2 separate regions of the Bos taurus genome follow, and region 1 is linked to region 2. A link is a contact called in public Hi-C data. All regions are on one chromosome and are shown on one strand. Each heading gives the region's core, a stretch centred on a gene start, on an enhancer-like site or on the middle of the called end of the contact. The rest is flanking DNA. Distances are from core to core; before and after follow the strand shown.

Region 1 (5,639 bases), core at 377-2,876, 95 kb after region 2:
AGGATTTGACATTCAAGCACCCAGATGGGCCAGGCAGAGTGCTCCTCACTTTATTTAGAGTCTCTCATTTAACCATCAAAACATCGCACCCAATATGGACAATGATCACCCCATTTTACAGATGAAGAGACTGAAGCTTGGCAAGGTCTGTGACTGGCCCAAAGTCGCCCAGGGAGCAGCCACCCAAACGCTTAACTCCAAGTCTCCCTAGACTTTTTTTTTTTTTACATTTTATTAATTTTCATGCCCTACATTTTTGACCCTATGAGGTATTTTTTTCCCTTTTAATATTGATTAAGAAGTGTGTATGGGAAGATGACATTTTCTTGGCTAAAATCTGCAGTGCCCTGAGAAACACTGCTGTATCCTTTGCTAAAGGACTCTAAAGAAAGGGAGGACATTTGAATCAATCAGGTTTTGAATTTTTCTGAAGAAAAGAGTTTGAGGAATAAGAAGGTATCTGTAGATAGACTGAAAATCTATTGCTTTATTCAGTAACTTTATCTGAAATTTTGCAGCTCTTTTATGAAATAATCACCGTGCTCATCTGGTTCATGTTATCACCTAAAAATTCCAAGTGCAAGTTAAATTTTTGAAGCCTGAAACTTATTGGATAGAGATTTGGGTACTCAGGAAAGGCGAGTCCAAAACTACTTGCTTTCCAGAGCATAATTTAAACACACACACACAATCTTTGCAATTAGATTTCATGTTAAATTTAGGCCACATGTTAATTTTGTTCAACTCTTAAGATTTCCCAGAATATTCCTTGGTCTTTACCACCCTATGGATGACCTTGAATTTCAAGTTACTATTGCTTATCTCAGATTTTCAAGTTCTCAGTGAAATTAGTGGGTAATTTAAGATTAGTGCTCAAGAAATGTAGACTCTCATTCATCATATCAACATTGATCATTTTTGTATTTCAGTAAAATACTTTGTACTTTTAGAGCCTGTCTGATTACATTTTAATATTGTCTTGTTTAAGGGTGTGTGCTCGTTGTGTTCAACTCTTTGTGACCCCAGAGACTGTAGCCCACCAGGCTCCTCTGTCCATGGGATTTTCCAGGCAAGAATACTGGAGTGGATTGCTATTTCTTTCTCCAGGGGATCTTCCCAGCCCAGGGATCGAACCTGCATCTCTTGAGTCTCCTGCATTGGCAGGCAGATTCTTTACCACTGAGCCATCTAGCAAATATCATCTAGCAAAGCTTTAAAGGTACCCTTAGTTACTTGGTAGATGTCATAAAAATAGGGTTGCTAACATTCCCTTTTGGAGAAGGAAATGGCAACCCACTCCAGTGTTCTTGCCTGGAGAATCCCAGGGACGGGGGAGCCTGGTGGGTTGCCATCTCTGGGGTCGCACAGAGTCGGATATGACTGAAGTGACTTAGCAACAACATTCCATTTTACAAGATGCAACTTGGCCTCACACTGTAGAGGGTAGAAGAGATGTCAAAATCAGAATATCAGGACAGTAAGGGACCTTGGTCCAACTCTATTATTCTACATATGAAAAAAGAATGAGGCTCAAAGAAGCTGTCTACAGTCCCCGCCTGCCCAGCTGCACTAGAAAACCTGCCCCTCTCTCACGGCATCTTTGCCCATTTTTACTGTTTCCTGTAGGTAGCATCCCGGGGCAGCCATGACGACCGCCATCCTGGAGCGTCTGAGCACCCTGTCCGTGAGCGGGCAGCATCTGCGACGCCTGCCCAAGATCCTGGAGGATGGGCTGCCCAAGATGCCCGGCACCGTCCCCGAGACCGACGTGCCCCAGCTCTTCCGGGAGCCCTACATCCGCGCCGGGTACCGCCCCACCGGCCATGAGTGGCGCTACTACTTCTTCAGCCTCTTTCAGAAACACAATGAGGTGGTCAACGTCTGGACTCACCTGCTGGCGGCCCTGGCCGTCCTCCTGCGGTTCTGGGCCTTTGTGGAGGCCGAGGGCCTGCCGTGGGCCTCTGCCTACACGCTGCCCCTGCTCGTCTATGTCCTGTCCTCCATCACGTACCTCACCTTCAGCCTCCTGGCCCACCTGCTGCAGTCCAAGTCGGAGCTCTCGCACTACACCTTCTACTTCGTGGACTACGTGGGCGTGAGCGTCTACCAGTACGGCAGCGCCCTGGTCCACTTCTTCTACACCTCCGACCAAGCCTGGTACGAGCACTTCTGGCTCCTCTTCCTGCCCGCCGCCGCCTTCTGTGGCTGGTTATCCTGCGCCGGCTGCTGCTACGCCAAGTACCGCTACCGCCGGCCCTACCCGGTCATGAGGAAGATCTGCCAGGTGGTGCCGTCCGGGCTGGCTTACATCCTGGACATCAGCCCCGTGGTACATCGCGTGGTTCTATGCCACCTGTCTGGCTGCCAGGACCCAGCAGCCTGGTACCACACCCTCCAGATCATCTTCTTCCTGGTCAGTGCCTACTTCTTCTCCTGCCCGGTTCCGGAGAAGTACTTCCCTGGTTCCTGTGACATCGTGGGCCACGGGCACCAGATCTTCCACACCTTTCTGTCTGTCTGCACACTCTCCCAGCTGGAGGCCATCCTCCTGGACTATAAGGGGCGACAGGACATCTACCTGCCACGCCACAGCCCCCTGTCCATCTACCTGGCCTGCCTCTCCTTCTTCCTCGTGGTGGGCTGCAGTGCAGGCACTGCAGCCTTCTTGAGACAAAAAATCAAGGCCAGACTGACCAAGAAAGATTCCTGAGGCTGCCAGGTGGGGCGCGGTGTGGAGGCAGCCTGTCGTGATTTGGGGAGAACTTGAGTCAACAGTAGGAGATGACTTTGTGTTTTTAAGAGTGGGCTTTTAAATGAGTACATATTTCCAAGGGTGGCTATGGCTATGGCATTGGGACGCCAAAGGTTCCAAGAGTTTTGTTATCATTGTCGTGAATGAAAGGTTTATCTTTCATCCTCTGGGCTGTAGCCTTGCGAGACACAGGAAGGGAAGGGACCTCGGCTAAGGTTCGTTGGACACGGAATTAAGAACCATCTTCATGCCTGAAAGTTGAGTAGAAATCTGACTGTGGCCTCCGGGGGCCAGCCCTGGACTAAAGGGAAAATCTAACTGGACTGAAAAAATTACAAGGTGGCTGGACCACACTGTATTGAAATGGGCATTCTTCTGCGATGCTGGTCTTTGGTGATTGGATACTGGATTCGTCTGACTTCTGGTCCCTTCTCTAGCCCGCTTTTCTCAGGATGATGTCTGCCTGGCTGTTTTCTCCAGAGTGCTATTCACTCCCAGCTGTACCTTGCATGGGCATAGCGAGGACGATGAAGCAGTCATGCTTCCGGGAAATGCTTGGATCCAGGCAGACATTCAGGATATTTACTCTCATATAATACTAATGGAAACGGTACTAGAAAATACAGTGCCAAGAGCCATCAGGAGGCCCAGCCAGTAAGCATGGCTACTGTTTGGTGTCATGGGACCCTTCTGTTTTATCCCTGTGCACTGCAGGATTACTTGATATCTACTAGGGCTGCCTTACATGCCAGAAGATCTGGAGCTTTCTTCAGATAATCTTCTCCAGATTTTGACCAGCATGTTCAAAAAGCCCCTGGTAGAGTGAATTGGTTCTAGGGATCTGATTATTTCAAGAGGAACTCAAGGTCCAGCCTCTTAAATAGATGCTGCCCCATGAAGGACCCATGTAACTATCCTAGTTCACGGTCCTTGGGAAAGCATTGTACCTCAGCTTAGAGCAGCTTAAATCAAGCCCCAGAACAGGCATGTGTGTGTACTCATGCAAGGTTGGTCCCCGAAGGCTCCTTTGGGTGAGGCTGGTGAATTGAGCACCCTGTAGGCAGAATGTTCGGCTAGGACATCACTGGCCAGCAGCTTCTGTGGGATGGGGGTTGGGGGTGGGTTCTTACAGTTGATGTGTCCTGGCTTCGCAGCCCCCTGAGGACCGCCTTCTGCAGTGATCCAGGGAAGGGGGCTGCATTGAAACCCTCCCCAAAGACTGCATTTCCTATCAGTATAAGGTCTCTGTTTACTAAAAAGGGAGGTGGCTTTTCACTCCAGTTTGATGAACCTCCTCTCTTCCTAGGTTACTGTCTTCGCATCTTTTTTTTTCCCTTTCTCTTGAGAGATGTGTAGGGTTTGTGCCTTATAAATGAAAATTTACAAACACTTAATACACCGCCATGTGGAATTTCCTGTTTGAGGTTATTGGGATAAGAAAAGAGAATTCATTGCCTTTCAACCGGCGGATGAAAGAAACTCAGAACACTGGAATCGCTTATCCGTCAGAAGACTCTTTCGACCTGTGTTTTTTCGGGGAGAAAAGTTCAACTGAAGCTTTCCTATAATCTTTATATCAAGAAAGCACAGCAGGAATCCCATGGTGGTCCAGTGAATAGGACTCTACACTTCCACTGCAGAGGGTGTGGGTTCAATTCCTGGCTGGGGAACTAAGATCCTATGTGCCGTGGGCAGCCAAAAAAAGAGAAAGCATATGTCTTGTCAGCTATGTTGTTTCCTCCTGGTGGATTCCTCCTGGGAATCCTCAAATATCTGAACTTCTGTGCTACCCGTGTCTTACACGAGCTTCTGGCATCCAGGCCAAATTCCCCGCCAGTAAAGTTAGGGACCCTGAACGGGATTGAACTGATAAACAAAGGAATAGAAAGTTGCATCAACACAGTGCAGGTAGAGGGTCAGTTTAAAATGGAGACAAGAAAGCATCTGAAATGTTCATAATTATGGATTTGGAGACTCTCTTCTTGTAAAAGTTAAAAGAAAAGTGTAAGTCAAGCTCTTGAATGTAACCATGGTGGCCATGGTGGGCAGAGATCTGTAGGCCAAATGCAAGTATTTTTAAAGAGAGACTAGAGGGGTGATTCTCTATGCCATCCACAGACCAATGCCAGTCTGCACACGAAACAGTCTGTGACACATACAGAGCGAGACTAAGTTTTTAGATATGAACATAAAATTCATAACATTTTGATTTTAATTTACCCAAGCATTGGTCCACCAAGTGATTGGAAATTTAAAAAGAAAAAGTATTTTTTCACCAGAGATATTTGAAAAGCATTGAGGTAGGAGACTACTATCTCATTAGAAATTCCAGTATCTCAGGAGAAATACAGAAACGGGAAATGCAGGCGTTTTTCACTATTCAGATTCTTGAGGGTTACACACTCCTTTTAAAACAATTTCATTAAAATGACTGAATCAGTAAGGAAGCGACCTTGTTTGTTTAAAAGGAATAATTAAGTATTTAATAAAGGAGATGGTTCTTCTTACTCTACCAAAGCCAACAGTTGACATCTACTGGAAATTCTGCTATTATCTCTCTCTCTGTCTCTTTTTTTCTTTTTTTTTTTACTAAGAGTTTCAATCTATTAAAATGTAAATGCCTCTAAAAAAACTTAACTATCAGTCAGTTATATCTTGGGAATAAAGTGGATATTGTGTGTACCCCTCTACTCAACGTAAGGAGAGAGGATAGCAAGATGCAACAAATTGGGCAACTATTTGCCTGATTCCCTCTTGCAAACACTTCCTGACCTGTATTTACTAAGAAGCTAATGTTGCTGCTCTTCAAATGTTATGGTTTCATCTCCCACCTCGGCTGAAAGTACCTCACTCAGTAACACTACTCTCAATCCTCCGATGGAAGCTT
Region 2 (5,744 bases), core at 110-2,609:
AAGTGAAACATGAGCCTGGACTATGCTTTAACCCTCCTGATCCAAGGACTGAGTGCCACTCCTCCATAGTCACTGATTCCAGCTGCTTAGGGTCCTTGGGGCCCCAGGACCAGCCTTCCTCCTGCCTCAAGGCTGAAACAGCTCAGGACAAGGCTCGTTCTTCTTTCTCACCTCCAAAATGAAGACGCTCAGTTGTGTCCGACTCTTAGTGACCCCGTGGACTGCGGCCTACCAGGCTCCTCCGTCCATGGGATTTTCCAGGCAAGAGTACTGGAGTGGGTTGCCATTGCCTTCTCAGTCTCACCTCCAAATTAGCAAATAAACTCCTGTCCCATTGCAACTGTGTCCCCTGAGCAAAATAAAGTCTTCCTCCTGTGCTTTGTTTTCATCATTAACATTAAAAACCACCTATTACCCCACCACCACCCCCCCCCCCACCCATAAACCTTAAAGGAGGGAAAAAGAGTAACAGAAACTTTTATTAAATTACACTTTTTAAACTAGTAGAGCTTTCTCATTGTGGTGTAGTTTTCACCCTGAAGTTGTCCGCACAGCCCCCACCCGCCTCCACATACAACACGTTCACCAGTGAGTTTTTTCACGTCTAGGACACTGAGGGAAGGAGAGAAAACTGAAAAAGGGGCAGGACACAAGGTAAACACAGCTAAATCAGATTGCAGCTAGGTCTAGGGGTTATCTGGCTCCGCTTCGAAAGATGGGGAAACCAAGGCTCCTGTCCAGCTCTGCATGACTCCAGCCCACCGTTTGCCTCTGACAGTTGTAGCCTCAGTTAGGTGGGTGAGGGTAGGCTGGAAGGAGGACTGAGAGAGACCAAGGAAATGTTCTCGCCTTCTGAAAACTGTAAGGGTCAAGGCAGAAACTACCTCTTTCAGGAATCCCTCTGGTTAACTCAACCTGGAGAACGAACAGTCCCATCATCCAATGAGCTACTGGGCTGCAGTCCTACAATGGCCAGTCACAACTGGAAAAAGGCGGGTGCTTAACAAGGAAGAAGTTCTTGTGTAGTCCAATTGATTAGCATATTCTAATTAACTACCACACACACACAACTGTACAGTTCACTCTCCACCCTTCCCGTATAACTCCTGCTCACCTCCTAGCTGGTCCTCCTGTCCCCAGTTCCCTCTCCTCCCCAATCCAGTTCATCCCTCTTTACTCCCAAAGGGTTATCTTTTTTTAAAGGCCAAAGTGATCATGTCACCTCTCTGGGTAATTTCCATCAGTGCTTCTCTTTGGCTCTTAGGAAAATGTTCAAGCTCCTTGGATCCTCTGCAGCCCCACATTTCCCCCTCTCACCCCACCCTGCAGAACTAACTGCAGTTCTCCCAAAGGACCACACTGTGTCACCCCTGTGCCTTCTGCAAGTCCCACTTATGTTACGTTGCTAAGTTGTGGCAATTTGTTACAATATATGTGCTTTGCATGTTTGCATGCTAAGTCACTTCAGTCGTGTTTGCCTTTTTTCAACCCTGTGGACCGTAGCCTGCTAAGCTCCTCTGTCCATAGGTTTCTCCACGCAAGGACACTGGAATGGGTTGCCATGCCCTCTAGGGGATCTTCCTGACCCAGGGATCAAACCCATGTCTCATGTCTTCTGCATTGGCAGATGTGTTCTTTACCAATAGTGCCACCTGGCACTGATACAGAGACAGTAGGAAACTAATAGAGAGTATTATTTGAACAGAGTTGGTGAAGAGAAGGGCACATTTGTGTGTGTGCTGGTGTAAAGGGAGGTAGATAAATGTTCATGCCTTTATGAGTGGTCAAAGTGAGACTCAAGAAATTTAAAGTAGAACCAACAGATGTGTATGTCAGCCACTATCAACTGCTTGGGCTATAAAGCAGCCACGCACCTATAACCAATTGTTTATAGGCTCCTCTGACAATGAAGACAATTTGTTCCCCTACGGCTGGGGATGACCTGCGTGCATGCCCTCTCTTGGCACTTTATAAGAAGATACAACACCTTGGAGCCTTATTAATACAAACATCAGCAACAGTACTTTATTCTCAGGAATGGAAAAAAGGAGGGTTAATGTGGAAAGAAGGAAAAGGACCTGAAGGGGAAAGTCAAATGAAAAAGCAGGATGGATAGGTATCACCTCGGGTTGGCCCGGCCTGAAATGCCAGGTACCGGCTGTTGGCTTGATGCACTTGGAACCTCAGCAGCTTTTGTGCCTCATCCTTTGCGATTCTGCTGTGTGCCATAGTGAGGGTGGAGGCTGTGGTCCAACTCTGGGCATTAGACCTCTCCTCAAACAACCCTGAATATTCATTGGAAGGACTGATGCTGAAGCTCCAATACTTTGGCCACCTTTGGAAAAGACCCTGATGCTGGAAAAGAGAAGGCAGGATGAGAAGAGGACAACAGAGGATGAGATGGTTGGATGGCATCACCAGTTCAATGGACATGACTTTGAGCAAGCTCTGGAAGATGGTGAAGGACAGGAAAGCCTGGTATGCTGCAGTCCATGGGGTCACAAAGAGTTGAACACAGCTGAGCGACTGAACAACAACAATGCAGATTATGGAGCCAGCAACAGCCAGTGACCACCTCACCGATACACTCCGCTTCCCAGTGGCTACGCTGCTGCTAGCCTGTTAGCTGCCTGAAGGCCTGCTCCACAGTGCCCCAGACAGCCCAGATCACCTGTTGAAACGCAGCTCCTCAGGGGTGACAGGTTGGTGGTACTGAGCTGTACACCACTGAAACAGAGGGTATATTCCATCACCCACTGGGACAAGCCCTGTGACACTCCTCTATTTCTTTCTGGACAGCGGGTAAGAGAGTGCCTGCATCTCCCCTATGGCAAAGCTGACTTGCTTCCAACACATGTGAATTATGGCTGGATCCAGGGCAACTGACAAACACTTGGCTGAAATAAAGGTCGAGACCAGCAGGACATGAAAGGCACTGACAGCTGTTAAGATAGTTTTCTACGTATGCCTCCAGTAGTCCTAACTCACACTGGGATCTTTCCACGACCTCCTGTAGGTCAGGCTGCCTTTTCTGGAGGTCCTGAAAGATAGCACAGATGGCATCTCCAATGTCTCGAAAGGCATGCCCAGCTCTAGATCAACACTCAAGGTCAGAGGCACCAGGGAGGCCAGCCAATATGGTCTAACAGCTGCTTTCTGAGGCACAGAGAGAAGCAGTTTCAAGTGGGTGGCCTCCCTTTGAAGATGCAGACCAGCTTTTTGCAGATATAATAAAATGTCTCCTGAGACATCCGGAAGGCTTGCCTCCATCTGTGGGGGCTTAGTCTACACACTCAGAGGATCTGCCAAATACGAAGCAGCGTGGGGAGCACCCTGGTCCTGGGGGCTCGTCTTCCAAGGTCGGGGGGACAAAGTGTCTCTATAAGCATAGTGTGAATGACCACAGATGGAGGATGGCTTGGTTCAATTGGACCTGCATGGCCTGGGCCAGGGCAGCCACTGCTCAGCCTCCCCACTCCCAGCCACAGCATAGCAGCCATGCAGCGCTTCCCCAGCTGGATCCACAGAGCATGCCTGGCGGCTTGTGGGCACCACTGAGCTGAGCTGGCCAGAGTGATGTGTGGGTGTGTATGCTTTTCCTCATGATGGTCAGTGAAATGTTTCTCCCCCAGGTAGGTGTGGGCACCCACCAGGAAGCTCAAGGTTGAGTTAGCTGATGAATATCAGCCCTGCCATTATGAACCAGTTAAGGGTGTGAATGTCATTATATCTGTGTAAACCACACATCGGCATCCTCTGCCCATTTTCTTACAGACTCAGCAGTACAGTAGCCAGGACAAAATGGTGGTGATTTAGTCACGAAGTCCTGTCTGACTCTTGCGATAGAATGGCCCAGCACAAATAAGACTAGGTTCTTAGTGGAGATTTGAGATTGTCTTCTTTTCTTCACAGATGACTTCTGCTAAAGGACTTTTAATTTCTCCAGGCCTTCTGACTCTCTTCTCCAAGCTAACATATTAGTGAAATTCAGTGGAAAGTCCCCTCCCATGCGCTAAAATCAAAGAGTGCCTTGAAAAACCAAACTACTTCACAGATTTTACTTGTCCTGATCATGCAGTTCCCCCACAAAGAAACACATGAAGAGATAGTATTTTGGGGGGACAAAAAAGACAAGATCATTTTCAATCTCAGATTTCTGGCTTTTAGTTAAAATCTTAACTCTGGATTTTGACTTTATTATTATGAAGGAGGATCTGCTTCACAGGAGATCCTGTGAAGTTATTAAGTTAAGTTATTCCTTAACATTTTCAGGATGAAAACCACAAGGAAGAATATACTTTAACATGAGAGTTCTGGCATTGCCAACTCATGTGGAAAACCCTATGAACTGCCTAGAGCTTGAACTAAGAAGCTGCAGAGGACTTCTGCTCATGCCACTGCAGTGCCTTTCCTGATGCTTTTCCTCCTAATGAAAATCCACTTCAATAATATTATGTGTCCTTTAGGTTACTCCTCCTCTAAGAGCTAGCGTTCATCCTAGACAGAATTAGAAGTCAGAGATAATGCATTTGTATCCTAGCTCTATTGGCTGTGTGACCTTAGAAAAGTTACCACCCCTCTGTTTTTCAAGTGTTTCTTGTAGAACAAATAGGTTAACTCACCTAACCCTAAAGTCCCTTGATGCACTAACATCCTTATGCGTGTGTGCTCAGTCACTTCAGTTGTGTCCAACTTTTTGCAACCCTATGGACTATAGCCCATCAGGCTCCTCTGTCCATGGAATTCTCCAGGTAAAAATACTGGAGTGGGTTGCCATTTCCTACTCCAGGGAATCTTCTAGACCCAGGGATAGAAATGGCATCTTCTGCATTGCAGGGGGATTCTTTACCCACTGAGCCACCTGGGAAGCCCACTAACATCCTCAGGTTATTTTAAAAGACCAGATCCCACAGAATGTCAGCTGAGAAGATGGCTGAAACGCTCTATCTCAGGGTTTGTCTCCAAGGTAGTTTAATAAATATAATGGGGTAAACATGAAGTCAACAGTTCATTCCACAAATACTTATTGAGCCTTACTATGTTCTAGGGATTGTAATAGGCACAGAGCATAAAGTGAAATAACCACCATAGATACAGAAACCAACCAAATTTCATGTTGGTTATTGGACCAGCATCTTGGAGTAGGAATATACAGTGGTCATCCTCTTCTAAAGTTGTTTATAACTGGAAGGTCTGCTTGTTATTGATGGCTGATTTTTGACTTGGACAGGACTGAATATTCTGACACTTAAGCCTTTAAAGATTAAGCTTATTCCTTTTATGAAGTAATTAAACGTATTTCCTAAAACCCTATCTGGGGTAGAGTTTATTAGTCACTGTCACAATCTTGGGGCTGACTGCAGTTTCATTGCAATAGCATATTCCCCGCCCACCTGTCTGGGAAATTATCTCACTAAACTTTTATCATCTTTCACTTGGAAATAGCAATGTAGCCAACCCCCACTGAACTAGAGGAAATGTAAGTTTCTCTTCTGCTTTCTTGACCTTATGATTTCCTTTGATGTAAGACCTATTCGTGACCTGTCTTCAGCAATAACTCCTCCTAAGATCTTCACAAGTCTGGGCTTCCTCCTTAGTTACTACTAACTCATTACCATCTTAGGGCTTCTCACAAATCATTTAAAGTTCCTCCGAGCAGTCCTAAACTGATCTCACTGGGCCGAATGCAGAGAGATGGACGGAGATGAAGAGGAGTTTCCTGCTGATTTTTCTCCCATCCCATC

Evidence for each region. A called contact is a pair of places that touch in the nucleus more often than the background predicts.
Region 1: a contact with region 2 is called in a Hi-C map of an unstated tissue, with 4 times the contacts expected there. The contact joins the promoter of PAQR8 here to the enhancer-like site in region 2. A contact is called at or near these places in 3 of 11 Hi-C or Micro-C datasets (liver, skeletal muscle and an unstated tissue).

The regions. Positions count from the first base shown.
Region 1 is chr23:24,821,361-24,826,999 of ARS-UCD2.0, forward strand. It overlaps PAQR8 (progestin and adipoQ receptor family member 8), which reads left to right and starts at 1,627. Exons shown (of 1, transcript NM_001101135.2): 1 at 1,627-5,264. The coding sequence starts at 1,646. The coding sequence ends at 2,710.
Region 2 is chr23:24,726,867-24,732,610 of ARS-UCD2.0, forward strand. The region is part of intron 2 of LOC132343630 (a long non-coding RNA gene); the gene reads left to right. LOC112443867 (a long non-coding RNA gene) reads right to left here. Exons shown (of 3, transcript XR_003032283.2): 3 at 1,949-2,355. Among named protein-coding and RNA genes, the nearest start is that of MCM3, 18 kb to the left of the region's middle. Within about 2 kb of position 1,360, at least 10 of the 102 cell types and tissues checked have an H3K27ac peak or open chromatin away from gene starts, as enhancers often do.